2 separate regions of the Triticum aestivum genome follow, and region 2 is linked to region 1. A link is a contact called in public Hi-C data. All regions are on one chromosome and are shown on one strand. The core of a region is the stretch at or near the end of the contact, and the rest is flanking DNA. Distances in the headings are between cores, read along the strand shown.

The links. A called contact is a pair of places that touch in the nucleus more often than the background predicts.
Region 2: a contact with region 1 is called in a Hi-C map of leaf, with 3 times the contacts expected there. The contact joins the promoter of LOC123144794 here to the promoter of LOC123144793 in region 1. A contact is called at or near these places in 4 of 5 Hi-C or Micro-C datasets (leaf and an unstated tissue).

Annotation. Positions count from the first base shown.
Region 1 is chr6D:308,338,786-308,342,796 of IWGSC CS RefSeq v2.1, forward strand. It overlaps LOC123144793 (enhancer of rudimentary homolog), which reads right to left and starts at 2,063. Exons shown (of 4, transcript XM_044564032.1): 1 at 1,828-2,063. The coding sequence starts at 1,830.
Region 2 is chr6D:308,483,793-308,487,803 of IWGSC CS RefSeq v2.1, forward strand. LOC123144794 (hydroxycinnamoyltransferase 2) reads left to right here and starts at 1,993. Exons shown (of 2, transcript XM_044564034.1): 1 at 1,993-2,701. The coding sequence starts at 2,276.

The DNA.
Region 1 (4,011 bases), core at 813-3,312:
CAATAAGCCAATAAGTATGCTCTTATAAATTGCAGGAAAGCTTTCCATGTGCATTTTGTAGGAAGTGTTTAAGCATAACTGATGGCGAGATGGATAATAAGTAAATAAGCACTCGATCTTTAAAACTGGGCCTAAATATCAGATATTTCTTTTTCTTGCTGAAATTAACCTGCTCGATAATACGCCCTGATTGCCTACATGCCCATAGACCATAGCGTAAGTACTTCAGGTGAAATACATATAGGAGGAAAACATCACACACAAAATACTTTGTTCCGCAGCCATCTTTATATTCAAGTCAAAAGGTTCTTTTTCTAAGCTATATTGCACCGACAAGTATCCGGCATGAGATTTGCCATTTTTGAAAGAATGGCGAGTATACTTTGTTTCACAACCCCTGTTGTATATGATCCAAAAGGTATGTTCGGCAGCCGGCCAATATATGCATGATTTTGTCGAGAGTGAAGTGTTTGTGGCATGATGTGAATTGGTCGATTGTGGAAGATATGGGTTGAGTTCCAAAAACTCAGGGAAGCAAGTGATTTTTTCGCGGTCGCCACCAATCTTCAAAGAAAATATATACAAGCTGATCATGCTGATCCAGACACTCCAGACACAACCGCCCCTAAACAGTAAGTTACAGGGGAAACGTGGAAAGCAGTTACTCCCAATCGATCTCAAAAGCAATGCAAATTATCTACAGCTTTTTAGTACCAAACATTATTACTTAACTATAAAGAAAGAAAAGACTGAAAATAGACAGTGAATCAACGGAATCGAGTTGTTCTAAGGATTTGGATTCAGATTCGGCAGTCGAGACATCTATATCTATAGAATTTCAAAAGAGAGAAAAGGATCCGAATCCGTCCGGAGAACGAGCTCAAACCTTGGCAGAAACATTCATAGTAGCGTACGTTCCCTACGTTAATTGAGATAGCGCTAGGTGATCATCGACAGCTTGGGCTAGGCCACAGCTCGACACATCCTCCCATAGTCCCTTTTCTCAGCTTAAAACCTAAAAAGCTACTCCCTCCGTTCCTAAATATTTGTCTTTTTTGAGATTTCAAATAGTCACCGCATACGGATGTATATAGACATATTTTAGAGTGTAGATTCACTCATTTTGTTCCGTATGTAGTCACCATTTGAAACCTCTAGAAAGACAAATATTTAGGAACGGAGGGAGTATATTTCTAAGATATATGAGTACAGACAAACATGTGCCCAACACAGGGGGCATGGCTATAATCTAATTTAATGCTCATAGTTAAAAAGGCATGTCTAGGCTCTAGGTGATAGCAAAGCGCTTAATTGCGTTTAATCAGTGCATTGTCTTTGGTCAGAAAAGCGCAAGGCGGTGGCAAAAACGTACAATTAACGCCTAGCGATTTCTTTTAACTATGTAAGTACTCCCTCCGTTCCTAAATACTTGTCTTTCTAGGCATTTCAACAAGTGACTACATACGGAGTAAAATGAGTGAATCTACACTCTAAAATATGTCTACATACATCCGTATGTGATATTCATTTGAAATGGCTAGAAAGACAAGTATTTAGGAACGGAGGGAGTATATGCTTACAATTACTACAAGCTGGAAACATGGAGGATGTAACCTAAATAGCCGGCAGCAGGCAGTGCATTAGCAGAAAAAGCAGAGTTTAAATTCTACCAACTCCTCCAACCAAGACTGCAACCTCTCCGAACTACAACCAAACAATCTAGCGTTCAAAGGGAATTTCACTTGACCTCCGTGGCCGCCAAAATTCTGCGGCGATGGTATACAGGGAAGGAGAGAACCTAGACGAAAGAGAGGACAGGGGGCTCACCATGGCTAGGAAGGACTGTCGCCTGTCGGGAAGGAGAGGATAGCGGCCCGCGCAGATCTGCCGACGCCCGAGAAGAGAAGGGGGCAGCGGTGAAGAGCGGTCGCCGTCGCCGTCGCTGGTTTGCTGAGAACGCGAGAGCCAGCAGGGCGAGCAGGGAGGCGTCTGAAAGATGTTCTAGGGTTAAGGTGTGGGGTGCTGTTGGCTTGGACAGGGCCGTGCGACCCTGTCCGGATACGTCCAAGTTCATCTTCGTACCTTCATCAACACTAAAAAAAATCCCCTAAAAAAATCAACACTAAAAAAAAGTTGGAGAAATTGTCCAAAAAAAAGAAAACAAGTTGGAGAACTTGAACTTTTTTTAGGGGTCACTAGTTGGAGAATTTGCTCAGCTTATCTGCGATGCCATGCATCTGAAATACTAAGTATCTAGGAGTATTTTTTTAGCGGGTGATCTAAAATAAGCATCACGCGCAAGGATTTAACATATATGGTATTTTTAGAAGGGAAACGTTTCTCGCCGGACGACCGGCTGAACCTTGCGCCGGTCGCCCCGGCTCGCTCGCTTCGTGCAGGAGTCTCTACGTAGCCACGTACCCCATCGGGGCCCACACACTACATCTCCTTCCCATCCTTTTTTTTATCTCTTTCTGCCTTATCTACTCCCATGCTCCTCATCTCCGCCACCAGGCCGCTCTCCGGGAGCCACACAGCTGACGGCTCCTCTCCACCAGCATCGCCCCTGCCCACTCATCTCTCTCCTCAGCGATCATGGCCATCCCCTGCAAGCTTGAACCAGCCCCCACACCTGCTCAACCCCCCCCCCCCACACACACACACACACCACGGACGAGCGCTGCGCCTCATGGTGCGCGAGGCGGCCGGCGCAGAGATGCAGATGGGCGGCGACGGGGAACAAGCAGCAGGACGGCGGTGCTACAACCCGCACCTGGTGGAGCTGCAACCGTTGGGCGGCGGTGCTGGAACCGCGAAGTACCGCTGCTGCTTCCGGCCGCTGCCGCCGACGGGACAATTTGTTTTTGCTGCAATCCTCACCGGCGGAGTTGCAACCGATGAGTTGTAGAGCTGGAACCAGCATCCACCGGTGCTGGAACCGGACGCTCCTCCCACGGCCGTCGTGATTTTTGCTGGAACCAGGCTTATGCTTTGCTGGAACTTGCTTTTTTTTTTTGCTACATCGACTTTTCTTTTGGAATTTGCTTCCTGTGACTTTTATTCGAACCAATGTGGGTTTGCTGGAACCAGCTATATGTTTTGCTGGAACGTGTTAGTGTTTTTGCTACATTAACTTTTGTTGGTGGATTTTGCTTCCTGTGATTTTTGCTTCTACCGGTATTATTGTTAGCTGGAACCGGCTAATTGTTTTGCTTCAATTGATGATTGGGGGTTTGTTACTGAGATTGTTTTGCTGGATCACGAGTGCTAGTCGACGGTGGTGGCGAGGCAGAGACGATGACGCCAGAGATTTTGCTACAACCACACGACCAGTGCGCTGGAACCAGCCAGCGTCAGAGCTGCAGTTGCAGCTGAAGCTGGCACCCAACGGCGGGCGTGAGAAGGGGGGGAGGGGCAGGCGACAACGCGCTGGTGCAGCCGGGGCCGACGACGCCGATGAACGCGGCCGTTGCGTCTCGTGAAGCAGAAGCCCGACGGAGGAGATGCGATGGGCGCGACGGCTGCGCTCTCTCCTTTTCTGGATATGCTGTAGGGTGCGGAGTGTTGGGGACGAAGCAGATAAGATCTGAACGGTTAGAGTGGAGCCATCGAACGGGCAGGGTGCGACCGGCCCAATTTTGGGCCGGCGCACCAGCGCCTATCAGTGCCCTTTTTAGAATATTTATATTGTACAGTTTTTTTATAGGGAAATTTAACTTGTACAGTATATTTGATCGGAGTACTAACTACACCTTGCAGATCGAAAACATACAAAACACACGCGGAATCTCTTTATTTCTCCGAATTATCACGGTACATATGTCTTGATGCAAAGAATTGAACATATATAAATGAGCATCACAAAAGAATAGTATATACAGTACATGTGTAAATATATACTCGATCGAACAACACTCCGTATTCTCTGAGACGCCAGATCCGGTTAGGATTTGTAGGGCCAACTCACCTCCGCATATATGGGAACGTATTTGGTGCATCGGGGCAATTGAT
Region 2 (4,011 bases), core at 743-3,242, 140 kb after region 1:
CTAAATGGCTTTGGCAGCAAAAATTTCCGATGTTCTCCCCTGGTTGTCCTTGGAGCTCTCCCTTTCAGTTGATGTCACATCCATCTTCAAGGCATCTTCTCATATTGAGACCAGAAACGACGCTTTAGTGCTATTTTTGCAGGACCACTAGATCGATAAAGCTAGTATCCCTCAGTTGGTACCCGATCGATGTTGCTGCAGTTGTCAAGCATGCTTCCCTAGCCAGCCGAATGGTTTAGGAAGGCCTTCATGTATCCTCCTGTGTGTGTGACCTTCGTGGCTGTCTTCCTACCGCCGCGATCATGCAGTTCCCTACCACGTGGCCAACAATTTCAGACTCCCCAATGACGCATGGCATTGACTCATGGAGCTACAAGTGGACGACTACTAGATGCCACCCCTCCAAATCCATGTTTCAGGCCTTCTTTGCTGGCCGTATCTCTTGTGGATGGAATCTTCTAGTATGAAAACCCTAGGCGCCCATGATATTCAAGTTCTTTGTGTGGCTTGTGCAACAAAGCAGGTGTTGGTCCTCTGATCGCCTTGCCAGATGAGGGCTCCTCCATCAGCCGTCCTGTCCCCCTTTGCAACTAGTGTGATGAAACGATCGAACACCTCCTTATCTGGTGTATCTAAGCCCGCAAAGTTTGGCTCAGTGTGCTCCACTGGACTAGCCTCGTCCGCCTTGCTCCTTCATCGAGTGACCAAATTCTTCCATGGTGGTCCTCGTGGTAGCAGATGATATCTCCCAAGATGCAGAAGGGATAAACTCAGTCATTATCTGCACTCTCCGTCACGTTTGGTTCGAGAGAAACATGAGGATATTCAAGAACAAATCCCTTCTCACCTCGGCAGTTGTCAATAAGGTCCACGATCTTTTGCGCGAGCGGAAGAAGTGGGGATGGTAGTCTAAGGCCCTATTTGTTTGGGCTTTTGCTTTTGCTTTTGCAGCTTTTCCATTTTGGCCAAAAAGCCACAAAAGCTCCTAAATAGGTGCTTTTGCAGCTTTTCCATTTTGGCCAAAAAGCCACAAAAGCTCCTAAATAGGTGCTTTTGGAGCTTTTATGGCTTTTGGAGCTAAAACATGTTATATTGATTCATCAAAAGTCATAAAAATTAGGAGCTTTTATGGCTTTTTGACAAAATGAAAAAGATGCAAAAGCAAAAGCAAAAACCCAAACAAACAGGGCCTAAAGCAAGTAGTAGGCTAGTCATGCTTGTGTCAACCCCGGTGGTTTGTGTAGACTGCCATGGATTATATGCGGCTTTAGAGATCCGTTCTTGTAACATAAATATTGTTTTCTATCTTAATATATAGGCATACAGAGCTCATGCGTGTTCTAAAAAAATCGATCTTGTGTCATTCTCAAATTCAAAATCATTTTGGTTCAGATTCTGAGTTTCTGGACATAATCCAAGCCCAAATAGGAATTAGGGGCTCGTGATTTGAAGCAAGCTCGTCCGCTAAGAAGAGAGACATAGTCCTTCTGTTTCTAAATACAAGATCTTTTAGATATTTCAATACGGACTATGCACAGATGTATATAGACATATTTTAGGATGTAGATTCACTCATTTTATTCCGTGTGTTGTTCATATTGAAATATCTAAAAGAACTTACATTTAGAAACGGAGGAAGTAGTATATAATTCAAAATCCGCCATTATGTCACACTCTCACGTGAGCGGAGTGACAAAGCCTCCAAAACCAGGAAAAATATAACAAACAATGATGCTCGTCCAAGATCATTGGCCGCTGCATTTTCATTTTTCGCCAAGTAGGAATTAGGGGCAGCTGATGAATTCCCAAAATCGGAAGCTTTCCCCGCAAAAAAATAAAAATAAAAATAAATATCGGAAGCTGCTGTCAGTGCTGATGCAGCGGATAGAGGTGGACAGATCACGCTGATGTGGATCACCGGCAACGCGTCCACGGTCCGGTAGGTTGGACCGCGTCCACCGAGGAATTAAAGGGGTCCCGCTTCCGAGCCTGGTCATCCATCCCACCAACTCCCCACCCGTCACCAGCTCCTCCCACGAAGCAATCGAGCAAAAAAACTGGAGGCAAACGAGGGCAAGTCGCGCCATCCCGCCTCGCCGGCTATAAAACCCGCGCCACCCCCCGCTCGCTCACCAGCTCTCCACCAAGAGCTACCAAACGCCCTACTTTAATTTTAATTATCGCCGCTGCTCCCACGCGCCTTCACGTACGTACCGACGACCTTTCGCTCGCTTTTCTTCCGCCTAGTCTGCCCGCCAGATCTGCATCCGCGGAGATGAAGATCACGGTGCGGGGATCGACGGTCGTGGTGCCGGCGGAGGAGACGCCGCGGCTCCGGCTGTGGAACGCCAACCCGGACCTGGTCGTGCCGCGGTTCCACACGCCGAGCGTCTACTTCTTCCGGCGCGGCGCGGGGGAGGGGGAGGAGGCGGGCCGCTACTTCGACGCGGAGCGGATGCGCCGGGCGCTGGCGGAGGCGCTGGTGCCCTTCTACCCGATGGCGGGGCGGCTGGCCCGCGACGAGGACGGGCGCGTGGAGATCGACTGCAACGCGGAAGGGGTGCTCTTCGTGGAGGCCGACGCGCCCGACGGCACCGTCGACGACTTCGGCGACTTCGCGCCCACCATGGACCTCAAGCGCCTTATCCCCGCCGTCGACTTCACCGGGGGCATCTCCTCCTACCCGCTCCTCGTGGTCCAGGTAAACCATGAATGCCACTCCGTGATTTTTCTCACACGCGAGGAACAGAGTAGGACGTGCCGACGAAGCAGAGCACAACGCGTGCGGTAGAGGCGTGCCCGTGAGGGGCGCTGGATGTCACCACCGCTGGGTACGGTAGAAACGGACGGTCACGCGTCGCTTTCAGCAACTCGTCTAGGTCGTCGGCGCCGCATGTCCGCATGCAATGGACCGTGTCAGGTGGACCTGCAAGGAAATGGGACGAGGTGTGGCGTGTGGTTCGATCACTGACTTCTGTTTGGCCTTGTTGGCACACCTCGCAATTATCTGTCGGTCCCTCATTTTTTTTTCGGTCGATCTTGCCCCGCGTACTGGGAATGCTAAGATCTTTCAGATCTTATCTTACCTAATAATAAGCAAATGTGGTTTCTTTCGGCCGTCATGGCATTTTTCACAAAAGTCCCTGTGTTTTTCTGAAATCAACCCGCAGTCCGGATTTAAGTCACACACGAACCGTTATTTTGCATTTTTCGAAACCTCCTGATGTTTTAGGTAATTCATCCGCGGATCAGGAATCATATTTAAGTCAAACAAATGCTTTTTTAAATCATCCATATCTTTTAAATCGTAACTCTGATTTGAACGTGTTATATATGAAATTTGATTAGAAAAATATGTAGAATATGAATATGAGATTAATTTTACCTGTTAAGTATTTTTAAATATTATTTTGAAATATATTTAAGTCAAATAAATGATTTTCTAAATTATCTGTATCTTTTAAACCGTAACTTCGATTTTAACATATTATATATGAAATTTTATTAGAAAAATGTGTGGAATCTAAATATGATGTTAATTTTACCTGTTAAATATTTTTAAAATATTGTTTTGGAAGCAAACTTATAATTTATAGCGCAAGATCTTTTTTTTGTACCGGCGTGATCCGGATTGCAAATAAACACCCCACTATAACCATATAGTGAAATGAAAACAACGATAACTACACATGCCATAGGATTAACCATATTCAAACAAGTTTTTGTTTTGTTTTGTGTGAACACCGAGGCCATCGCCGGTGAGGGTGAGAAGGAGGATAAGTGGCAACACAAATAAGATGCCTCGCAAAAATAAAGGAGATGGACCTATTATGGTCTTGAGTGATGGTCGTTGGGTTAAGAGCGTGTGTTATGTTTTCTTTCCCGTTGCAACGCACGGGCTCTTTTGCTAGTTCTATATAATACTCCCTTCTCTCTCAAAGCATCCCTGGACCTTTTTAGTGCCCTCTCTCTAAAAAAAATCCTCATTGGTAGGCCGCCCTCAATTTCGCA